Linked DNA regions of Mus musculus: region 2 is linked to region 1. Evidence: chromatin contacts called from public Hi-C data. All regions are on one chromosome and are shown on one strand. The core of a region is the stretch at or near the end of the contact, and the rest is flanking DNA. Distances in the headings are between cores, read along the strand shown.

Region 1 (6,044 bases), core at 2,524-5,023:
TCTCTACTGCCCCTCTCTAGTGTTGAGAGATAACTTGGATGTATGGGTTCTCATAAAGTTTTATCAGAGCCTTGCTCATCTTATAATATTACCAATGGCTGAACTCTGCTGTGACTGAGTTTCATTTGAGCTTAAGGAGAGCCAAGTGAATCATCCCAAGAGAAGAATATCTCAGATTTCTGTCTGAACTCTGTCCTCCCTCATCCCTAGTTACTGTGGGAGGAATTAAAAACAACATGCACCCCTCCAAAGGTTTGTAGTAGAAGTTCTGTGAATATCACTCATAAGGAAGGGGAGGGGAACAGAAAACAAGCGCTTGGGAGTACAGAGTACTTGCTTGGTGCTAAACAGATACAACCTGAGTAATTAGTGCTGCTGTTTGGACAAGAGGTTGGAAATCTATACCTGTAGTCCTTGGGAAAAGCATCTTGATCAGTGACTGTTGCTTGCCTGAGCCATGGAAGGGGACATAGTCTGGGATGCAATTGCTTGGTTCCTGCCAATATCCCACTGTCTCAAACTTTCTGATAGTGCGTGTATAAGTCAAGTTTTATTTGAACATAGCAAAATTTCAAATATATGAAGAAAATACAGACTATAGACTTATCAGAAATAGACAGCATACATAGAGTTCTTTCTTCAGGACTCCAAGTTCACACAACTAAACAAAACAGAGTATCAGTCCCCTGAAGAAAATCATTCTGGTAAGCGACCTGAGTGAGTATTCTCAAGAAAAAGGAGATTTTGAACATGGAATTGAAGGTTGAACGGAAGCCCAACAGAGCATTCCCAGTGACAGGAAGCAAAATAAGCAAAGGTCCAGAGGTGTGGGGGCTCATGGAACATCTGGAGATCTCTACATTGATGGGAACAGAAGCAAAATACAAGTTTTAGAAGAAAAGGAGGTGGTAGGATGGACTTGAGCATTGCAGAGACCTTCAGAACTATAAAGATTTTTTTTTCTTAGACAGCCATAGACAGGGAGTATCTTCTTCAGACCTGTATTAGTAAATGATTATCATTCAGCAAGCTGGAAACTGAACAAGGAGGACCTCGAGAGGCAACAAAGGTCAAGTAGAAAGCTACTGCAGAGTTGATAAGGATTTGTTCAAAGTCGGTGTCAAGGCTCTAGAAGGAAGAGATGTGCACAAGCTGAGGACAGATGCAGCAGTCACAGAGTTGGCTATGGTCAAGGGCAGTGGGATCTTTTTCTTAGTCTCAGTTTCAGTCTCCAATGGGTCTGGGGCAAGAAAGTTAGGAGACCTTGCTGGGTGGGGCAGCTCAGTGAGTTTCTGCTCTGGGAAAAATACTGACCTCTAGCATTTTCCTAGGGGTTTGACACCAGTATGACCTTGACGGACATGTCTTTTCTCAGTCCCCATTGTACTTTTCTACTTCAGGAAGATACAGGCTCATCCACACAGGGGTTTCAGGAATTGTGGGAAGGGGGAATCTTGAGAGGTGGCAGACGTCTTTTTGATTTGCCTTCAATCCTTGAATCTGGGAGCTGGGGAAGGCTTTGAACACCCCACCCAGCTCTCTTGAGACAAAACAAACAAACAAAAAACAAACAAACAAACAAACAAACCAGTATGCAGAGACTGATGCCAGCCATGTCACAGGCCTCCCATGGCAGATGTGGTTGTTTGAACTGGGGATATGTCTGGGGACAGAAGGCAAGGAGGTTAAGACTTTATATGTCAGTTCCATGTTAATCTTAAACCATTGCCAGAATAAAGACACCTGTATTTACCAGGATGAATTTGCTGAAGGAAACAGACTGGTATTATATTATCACATACCAAGAAAATATTCCAGTGCTGTAAAAATAATACGTTACCCTGAAAGGGGTCCCCTGAGCTAATTCTTCTTCAGTAGATCAGGCCAATAGTACTCTTATTAGGCTAATAGGATATACCAATCCAGAGAATGATTGAACTCAAATATGGACATAATTACCTAGCTGGATCTATATAGCCAGAAACTGGAACCCTAGTGACCATAACCACTATGCCCTTAGATGGATGTTATTGTTTTCCAATATTTTCTCCAAGTCACAGTCCTGCTTGTTATTGTCTTGATTTCTCAGGTCTTTACACTGTTGACTTAAGTGACAAACATGTTACCTGTTTTCAGAATGCAAACCAAACACATGTGCTCTGATTCCTCCAGTGTCTCTGCACAGAGTGTTGCTCAGAGACAGTTGAGGCAGGCAGCCCATCACATGCTGTGCCCCCTTTATGCCCTGTCCAGATGCTCCCAGTGAAAGTAAGTTCCCATGTCTGCAGCTTCCCAGTTTGACTGAATGGCTCAGCCCGTGGGAAGAGTCCCTTTGAGGAATCTGCAGTTCCCAACAGGCAGGCAAAGCATTGTGAAGAGAGGCCGGGTGCTGGAGCCTTCCTTTCTTTTCTCACAGATGTGAATATCCCTCCCCGGCTTTTCTTCCTAAGCCCTCTGTAATCTGGCCTGGGGTAGGGGCATTTGCAGTACAAGAACATTATTCTGAAATCTGTCACTCCTCATGTTAAGTAGATTCTTGCATGTTCGCGCCTGTGCTTATTTTGAAGTAAATTTATGTGTGGTCATAAGAGCTTCTGAGGCAGGGAGATTAATCATGGAGTCACCACACTCACTGAGGAGGAGTGGAAAGGGAGGAGTCTGGGCTTAGTTTTTTCTGGAATAAGAAAATTCCATGGTGGCTCGGGCTGGTTATAATAGTTCTAGTATGGGCAGTCATGAACCATGGTCACCTACAACAGTCTACCCTAATTGTGGGCTGTGAGGCAGCAGCCTTGAAACTAGATAAAAATATCCCTTCTCTGACAGTATCTCAGACCCACTGACACAGAGCCCTCTGAGACTGGTCCCAGAAATCAACATCTTGCAAAAATCTAGGATGTGGGAGATGTCAGGCCTTCACTTATGCTAAAATTGAATGTGTCTTGATCTTACAGTAGTATTTTGGAAAATAAGTCATGAATGGCCCATATTTACCTCTTTCCTCAAATCTAGCTCATTCAGAAGGTGCTGGGATACTTTGGAGGTATTACCTTAAATATAGGACTAGAGATGTGATATGGAGTTAAACATGAATATCTCATTGCTCAAAAACCAATGACAACCCCATGTACTAAAGAAGACTAATGCTAATATTTAAGCAATAGGTTTTACTTTTTGATATAAGGTTCTCAAAATATGTATCCAAAGGTCCACTAGTCTATTATAAGATAACATTCTCTCTCTTTTCTCTCTCTCTCTCTCTCTCTCTCTCTCTCTCTCTCTCTCTCTCTCTCTCTGTTTCTCTCCCCCCTCTCTCTCTTTCTCTCTCCCCCCTCTCTCTCTTTCTCTCTCCTCCCTCTCTCTCTCTCTCTCTTTCTCTTTCTCTCTCTTTCAAGTACATGATAAAGGAAGAGCTTACATTTCCCCCTCCACAGGTAGAGAGGAATTGAGGCCCAGTGAACTATGCCCTGAGAACACACTAGTGTGGAGATCTTCCATTGCTTTGTCGTGTCTTGAACCATGTCTGCTAGTACCCATTGCCAGCGGGAGCTGCTTTGTTGAGTCAGCCTGTTCTTCTTTTTTTCTTTCTAGAATTCTGTGTGTGGGAACATGCCACTTCACAGGATGTGGGGTCTGATTCCCATGAAGGATGCACGTCCCGTTGCTGGAATTTTGCCAGGTCTAGATCTATCCATCTATGGGCAGATGACCCAGTCTCTAGAGGAAACCCGGCAGTGTTCTGATTTTAATGACTCTTAAGCCAAAGATGTTCTACTTAACCAAGACTGGACAGCATTTAGCAACTTGCCAATACTTAGACTGGTTAGTCATTTGAAACAATACAGTTACCAGTGAATCATAGCTAAGTAACAGAAATGAAGCCAAATTAATGAGTGGCAGAGTTCCCTTTGGTCTGGGAGGCTGATTTATAGCTTCCCTCCTAGAAGTTTCAGGATACGGATGCAGATTTCAGGGCACATAGAAACTGATATACTTTTTCCCTTCCACTAAGTTTAGTAGTAGTCCATTGACAGCTGTTATGGAGGATAATCAACTGTTTTCTAATTGAATCTGAAGCCCATCCCACAAGAGGGAATTTATGGTTCATGCTATAAACCTGTCCAAAAGCCTGTGGTTTTATGAGAGATCATAGTCACTGGGTAGAATATACTCATTTCATTCACATGGACATGCAGTCAAGCTGCTTGACTACATGATTATCCAAGTTTGTGCTGTTTAAAACAAAGATATGAATGGGATCTGTCTTCATGTAATGGTCAGCTCCTAAGAGAGAGCAGTGCCACATTCCTTATCTGAAAAGTAAGCTATACTCTCTACCACAGTCGTATGCAATGGAAATATTGTATAGGACACATGGGTAATTTTAAATTTCCCAGTAATGATATTATAAATAGTAAAATAAAATAGTTTTAATAATATATTCCACTTAACCCAATGTAACCAAACTACTGTCACTTCAACATGAGATCAAAATAAAAATACATGACATGTATTGTGACCCCCAAATCTAGAGTATCCTGCTTTCACAGAGCATTTCAATGCAGATGTAAATCTTTCATCAGACATATTTGATTTTAATTTAGATATCATGAAACTAACGGGAAAAGAGTAGATTCTCATATTTACTCTATAAATATGCTTAAAAATGTTCAGTCCTCAATATGAGTAATTTTAACTAAATTAATTTAAATTAAAATCAAAACATTAACCAGTTAGAGAAGCCACATAGCCATGCTCAAGCTCATAGCTCATGCTCAGCTGGTAGTCACTCTAGCTCTACCCTCTGGACTCTGATTCTAAGAGGTTTTGCTACTGCCTCCTCTAGGAAGGTAAAATTAAGATGATGGCAAAGGAAGCAGGTGGTTTGTCTGGAAAGAGGACAGTTTTTAGAGAATTGACAAATGTTCAAAAGCACTTGTTTGAGAAAACCAGGCTATGGCTTAACTTGCATTAGCTCTGGTTTGCTCACATAGAAATGAGGACTAGGTGGTGTCTTTCACAGTTATTAACTGGAATCAGGCATCATGACAGGGGCTGTGAAGTATAGGTTCAGAAGACAATGGAGCCTGAGAACATCTGAGCAGTTGGCTCTCAATTTATGAGTGTCTTCACTTCGTGGACATAAACATTTCAAAAGAATGAGTCTTTGATAGAGAAGAACTTACAACTGACTAATAATCTCCCAGCTCCTGGGACCTTGAGAAAATGTCCCCAACATCCATGAACTTGGTAGTAGTAGGCACCAAGTGATGATGAGAGGCATGGGCTCCTCTTTAAATTTTACTTACGTTGTCCTTCTCCCAAGAGCCCTTGCTAGTAACCCTTTACCCACTTTTCAGAACTCTAGTTCCTGAAGATAGTACTCCTTCAAGAAGAATTATTCAAATCCTTTCCATGTTCCCTATAGTTCTTATAGGAAAGCAATGCTGATAAAGGAGTTAGGAAGCCAGAATTGTCTCTTTCCCAGGCATGGTCCCAAATGACTGTTTCTGAATCCATTTATAATCAATGAGATAAAAAAAAAGATGTTTCTGGGGAAGAAGACAGGATATCAAATAAAAAATAATATTGCTGTCTATTCTTGGATGTCCAACACCTGGATTAGTTTATTTAATTATACAACTCCTTTGGAAATTAGGGAACCTACCTAAGTCAGTTAATTCAGTACAAGAGCTAAACTGTTGACTACTATGCAGCAAAGAGATGATATTTGAGACATTGCCACTTCTTTCACTCAGAGAAAGAACCAGAGATTTGTTTGAGGTAATAGTGAATCTGATTACAACTTCATTCCCCGACTCCCTTGCAGCTAAGGGTAGTCATGTGACTAGTAAAGTGGAGACAAACATTTCTGTATCAGGCTCCTTGGAAAGAAACCTCTGACAACATTTCTCTCCATGTTCTAGCTTGAACTTTGTATTCTGCCTAGAGACAAAACAGCCATCTTGTCATATGAGGTTAAGAGCTACTTCAAGGCCACAGAGTAAGATGCTAAGAGAAATCATGATCTTTGAGACCTTGAT
Region 2 (6,044 bases), core at 2,008-4,507, 270 kb before region 1:
CAAAGAATGCAAATAAAAGTGTTGAGACATCAGGCTTTGGGGACACAGTAATTTAATCCCTTCACACCACTGAAATGATGGCTCTGTTTGGTGGAGGAGCCTGCTCTTAATTTTTTTCTTAGCTATTACTGACCACGTGGAGAGCAAATATATTTCCAAAATACAGCCCAGGTACCACTTCTACTCTCGTTTGGAATGTTCACTGGATGAAAGCAAAATGCCCAGACATTTAGATTACCCAAGCTAGGAAATTGTCTGATCTGGTCAGAACTCACATTGAGTTCTTCTCAGCTTCACCTGTCCCTTCAACTGTCCTTGACCAGTCACCTCCTCTCTCCATTAATTGGCAGAGTAGGACAGTGCCTGGTAGCAGGCCTTTGGATTATAGCTGAGGGTTTTACTAAATTAAACTGTATATGAGTAGCAGCCATGCAGAGGCAGCAAGGTGATCTGGCCTAACAGCTCCACAGGTAGAGTGCTGGGTTAAGATCTTAGAGTTGTTTCTTTTACACCTCTCTTTCTGAAAGGCTGGGAGACTGATAATAGCAAGCTCAGGTGACATTTAGCAGAAGCACAATGGCATTCAGATTGTTAGCTAGCCCTTTAGAACTGTGACAAAAATCCCTGAGGAAACCCCCTGAAGGGACGATGATTTCAGCTCATGGTTTCAGAGGATTGGGTCACTGGTCAGCTGACTCTGCAGTTTGTTGTATATGAGGCTGGCCATGGTGGTGTAGGATATGGGGGGACAAACCTGCTTGCCTCATAGTGGCCAGGAAACAGAAGGAAAATGAGGAAAGGGTTGGGGACAAGATGTGATCATCAAGGACCTGCCTCTAGTGACCTTCTTCCTTTAGTGACATTTGATGTTTTTACATCTCCAGAACCTCCCAAAATATCACAACAAGCTAGGGACCTTTGAAACAAGCCTGTGGGAACATTTCATATCCAAATTGTAGCATAGTCCTAAAGACAACAAAACTAAAGTCTACATGGTCAAGGTATATAGTTCATACCAGGTTAGGCTAGAGCTATGTTCCACAAGAGACAAAGCTAAGCCATCAACTAGAAGAAACTATATTCACAGACACACACACAGATGAACACATAGACACACACACACAGGCACACAGAGACACATATTCACACACAGATACACACACATGCATGCACACATACATGCCCAAGCACAAACACAAACATACAGATATACATACACAGAGAAGCACACACATAGGCACACACACATACACACACGTACACACATTCTGAAATGTACCAAAAATCCTAATACCACTCTGCTAAAGTATTCTTGGGCCATTTTCTCTTGAATTGGGACCTGGCTTGACACATAGTTGGAAGCAGAGACCACTGTCCAAATGAATGGAGCTTCAGCCTCCAGGAACAGGAAATAGAAACAGATAAAAAGGAGTCAAATTAGGCCAATGGGTCCATTTGAACTATTTGTAAGTGTTAACTGAGGCATTTTTAAGTGGTATTACCACTTCCCAGATATGAGGGTTTTCGGAGTACCATGTGTCCTGAAAACCAGTGAAGTGGCATGATTCTCAATGAACCTCCAGGTTTCCAGATGTACTCCAAGAAGAGTTAGGGGAGGCACAGAGAGGTTTTTTTTTTTTTTTTTTAACATTATGTGAATCATAGTTCTATAGCAGGTTCAGTATTAATATGGTTTAGGTTTCCCTTACAGTGTGTCCATGCTCACTCTTGTGTATTCCAAAATATCATTTTGTGTGCACTGCATACGTGTGTGTGTGTAAGTATGTGTGTGTATGTGTATGTGTGTTTGTGTATGTGTGTGTGTGTGTGTAAGTGTGTGTGTGTGTGTGTGTGTGTGTGTGTGTGTAAGGGCAGGACTTCTTAAAAGACTTCATCATCATAAACTCAGCCATCTCCTTCATGCCATTGTCCCCTTCCTGTGACACATCTCAGTTAGACCCTGGGCAACAACCTCAGTTTAGAACAAGAATCTTCCTTAGCACATTCTCTTCATAGAGCAGAGCCATATCTGACACCTCTGAAGTGTCAGCTCTGCCACTGTCAACTGTGTGACCTGAGGTGTGTTTACTTAACCCTCTGGCCTCGGGTCTCTCCACAGAAAATGAGAACAGAAACGAAGCTTCCTACAAGGCTTATAAGGATAGAGGAGTAAACTCTCTGGAGGCCCCATAGCAAGGCAGCCATGGAGTCACTGTGATGCAGGTGCATGGGGCATACATCCTTGACATGTTCACTCCTGTGTTTCCTGGAGAGCCTACTCCTGGCCAGGCAACTCTTAGCACCACACATAAGAAAAGGCTCCCTTCTCCAAGATGCTTCAGAGCCAATGTAGGAAACAAGTAAGCTAGAGTCCTGTATCATACCATGGGGCCACCAAGCAAGGCTGAGATAATGAGGGGAGACTTTATTTTTTTCCCATTTTTTATTAGGTATTTAGCTCATTTACATTTCCAATGCTATACCAAAAGTCCCCCATACCCACCCACCCCCACTCCCCTACCCGCCCACTCCCCCTTTTTGGCCCTGGCGTTCCCCTGTTCTGGGGCATATAAACTTTGCGTGTCCAATGGGCCTCTCTTTCCAGTGATGGCCGACTAGGCCATCTTTTGATACATATGCAGCTAGAGTCAAGAGCTCCGGGGTACTGGTTAGTTCATAATGTTGTTCTACCTATAGGGTTGCAGATGAGGGGAGACTTTAAATGGACCCCAAATAGACACAGTTCAGACAGGAGTACATCTCAGTGGAGTCCATGGGGTCAGTGGTCTACCACTTGACTCTGAGTTAGAGTCAAGGGTTTGAGGAGCAGATGGAATGAGGTGCCAGACCAGAAGGTAAAAGTATGATGACCTTTTAAGCAGCCAGTTCTGTCTAGCTGGGGGACTACAAAGAGAGGAAGGAAGTGGTAAAGATGGCAATACTAGCAGAAGCCAAGTGACAGGAGTTTTGAGATATGCCTGAGTATTAGTCGTCATCCTATAGGGCATGATGACTCTGTGCCAAAGCACTGATAAGCTCTGATTTTGGTTGTAGAATCCCTCAGTCTGAACCTAGGGAGTGGGTTAGAGATGAAGAATTCAGGCAGAGACTGGTTTGGTGCAGTTATCTATCCTCTTCCAGGGGAGCACTTCCTTGGTGGTTGACAATAAGCCGATGACTTGCCTAATGTGACTCAACTTCAAAGCACTCAGAAGTGAGAAGAATTCATAGCTGTGGTAGCTTGCTTCACTGACCTGCTGGCCCATCCAAGCTCTGCCCACATTTCCATGGTCACTGGCAGTGAAAGACTATGAGAACTCAGGCAACCTTGCAGGGGACCTTGGCTTTTCCATGAGTCATAAATCACATCAGAAATCTCTTGGGTTTACTCAGACCACCATGTATCTATCCAAAAACATTTTTTAAAAGATACATCACTCTAATTGGCACTGACACACACACACACACACACACACACACACACACACACACACACACACACAGAGTAACTCACTAAACAAAAGCTAAATATTTTGCTGGGTCATCAGTGAGACTGGCAGGGGTACTGATGGATGGGATGGAAACCTCCGTAGGTTGGAGGTCAGAGCATGGCTAGCAGAGAGAGCATACATCAGACAAAGTGCTACATGTTCATTTAGGCTTCAGCTCCCTGGAAGGTTTGAAACAAGGGCTGCCCAGGTGCCAAGAAAGGAGAGTGACTAGTTAGAAGGGAAAGGTGGTCACAGGTATGAATCCTTCACAGATATTGTTAGCAATTTTACCAGGAAAAGAAAACCACACCAAAGCTCCCATTCTGTCATCCCAAACATCTCCCTAGATAACAATCTCACATTGCACAGACACAGGCATATTTGATGAAGCTGGGGCGTATTGACATGAACTGCTACTACGTAGCATCAACTAGTTGCTTGGTTGGGAAGGGAGGAGCTCTTTGTCCCTTCTTTACAGCATTCACCTATACTTCATTTGTAGATCTGTCTCGTTCGTGTACTTATCAAACACCTCTGGGCACTGAGAGGGGGCTAGGCTCTGACTTACAGTCCTGGGTGAAAGTAGCCACATCCGGAGCTCTCTCCCCATCATATGGTTAGCTGCTGCCCCCTATGAAAGGCCAGGTTATCTGCAGAGCCTATGCTATTAGCTTGAGATCTTATTTGTGTGGGTAAGGAAATGTTTCTTCTTTGCCCTGGCAACTCTAGAATCAGTTTGCCGTGCCTAATTAGACCTCTTTAAAATGGTGTGACAGCTGAATATACCCTAGGGTCTTCTGATACCCTTAATGTAGTAATCATGGGTAAGTGCTAAATTTAAAAAAAAAAAGTTCCTTTTTTTTATTTTTCTGCAGCCAGATATCACAGGTTAGCTTCCAAATCACAAGGGTTCTCTTCACCCTAGACAGTACCTCCTAATGGCAGGGGGGTGCCTGAAAACCTTCATGAATTGGGATTTGGAAGAAGCCAGACCCACCCCCAGGAGCTCAGTACAACTCTCAGAGATTCTTGAGTTCATTTAGGAGGACCTCTCACATCTAACTTTACACAGGATTTGTCTCAAAGTAATATCCTGACTTAGAGAAATTGTTCCCTAGTTAGCTGTCCCCTTAACTTGAATGCCACCCTGTCCTGCCTTTTCTTCTAGCAGCTGTCTGTCTTCATTGACATCTCACCTCCTTCACCAGGCCTGGCACCGCCCCTCTCTTCCCAGCACCCAATCCCTGGTCTTCCTTTGGGCTGGCACCAAATGTCCTTCCTGTTAAGCAACTGAGCACATTTTAATGTCTCTGACTAGCTTGCTATAACCAGACAGACTGGCTTCTTGAGAATTAAGTCTAATCCAGCCATGGTACAGTAAGCCACGTTTGACCTGCAAAACCACGGTGGGGCCAGGCCACCTCCTCCCCACACACAGCGTGTGACTCATGACTTCTAGGAGGACAGTGATTGAGATAAAGGTCATTTTGGATTTCAAAGCAGTTTCTTTAATTGTTGTTGGGGTTTTTTTGGGGGGGTGATTTTTGTTTTGTTTTTAAACACCTAAGCCATTTTAGTTTTATAGCCATCAAAAGAATTTTGTAATCAAACTACTGGAAAGTGTGTAGAACTTTTCATCTTCGAGACAGTTAAAAACATTAATTAACGAGAACAGGGCACCTCTGAGGAAGAGGAAATGGCTCTGTCTGGACATGCCCCACTGCCCCTCTCTCAACTCCCTGCTGCTGTGAGACACACCCCTGTGGTCCTGGATCTGGGCTTCTCATCTTCCCAAGGCTTAGAGGATTTCATCTCCAATACAGAGCCATGGGAATTTATGCCAGGGCATGATGCGTGTGTCATGGCATGTGTGTGTATTGTTGGGCGAGGGGAGTCCAGGCTACTGTAGAGTAACACACCACAGGGGCAGCATTATTTGGGTGGAAATTCCAGTTCAAGTGCTATCTTCCAGTCCTGTAGACACTTGTCTGAGGCCCTGACAGGAATCATGGTGAATTAAATAGTCACTGTAAACTGGGCCCAACCAAGTACAACCCTGATTCCTTGAAGTCCCTCACTGTATAGTCTTATTAATCTGGAACTGTCACTGAACACTAGGGCCAGTTGCAAAAGACACTCAGTGTGCTAGAGGCCTACATAGCCTTCACTTCCTCATAGAGAAATGTGGGCCTAGTAGGATTTGCCTTCCAGATGGTTCTGTCTCCACAACTGAGCACTTACTTTCTGTCCTGACAGAGATGGTTACCTGCACTGAGGGTCAAGCTAATGAGATGGGGACCACACCAGGGAGGGAACTCAGACACCAGGAAGAATTGATCTGTTTCTCAGTTCCACTGCTCGCTACCCATGTCGCCAAGAGATCAGGCTCTATTTTTCCCATCCTTGAAATCATTCACCCTTCCTGGAGTTGGGAGAATTTGATAAGACACAGACAGTATTTAGGGTAGTTCCTAGCCCAAAACATTTTCTATTTAGAATAGCATGGGGCCAAGGGTCAGGGTGGGCAGTCATGTGAGCAGAGCAGAACATGTG

The links. A called contact is a pair of places that touch in the nucleus more often than the background predicts.
Region 2: a Hi-C map of adipose-derived mesenchymal stem cells shows a contact between it and region 1, with 3 times the contacts expected there. The contact joins two enhancer-like sites. A contact is called at or near these places in 3 of 484 Hi-C or Micro-C datasets (the Patski cell line, adipose-derived mesenchymal stem cells and myocytes).

The regions. Positions count from the first base shown.
Region 1 is chr14:28,806,035-28,812,078 of GRCm38.p6, reverse strand. No RefSeq gene overlaps it. Among named protein-coding and RNA genes, the nearest start is that of Gm35217, 11 kb to the right of the region's middle. Within about 2 kb of position 3,773, at least 10 of the 459 cell types and tissues checked have an H3K27ac peak or open chromatin away from gene starts, as enhancers often do. A contact at or near this core is called in adipose-derived mesenchymal stem cells, where this site is marked.
Region 2 is chr14:29,079,599-29,085,642 of GRCm38.p6, reverse strand. The region is part of intron 17 of Cacna2d3 (calcium channel, voltage-dependent, alpha2/delta subunit 3); the gene reads left to right. Among named protein-coding and RNA genes, the nearest start is that of Lrtm1, 64 kb to the right of the region's middle. Within about 2 kb of position 3,257, at least 19 of the 459 cell types and tissues checked have an H3K27ac peak or open chromatin away from gene starts, as enhancers often do. A contact at or near this core is called in adipose-derived mesenchymal stem cells, where this site is marked.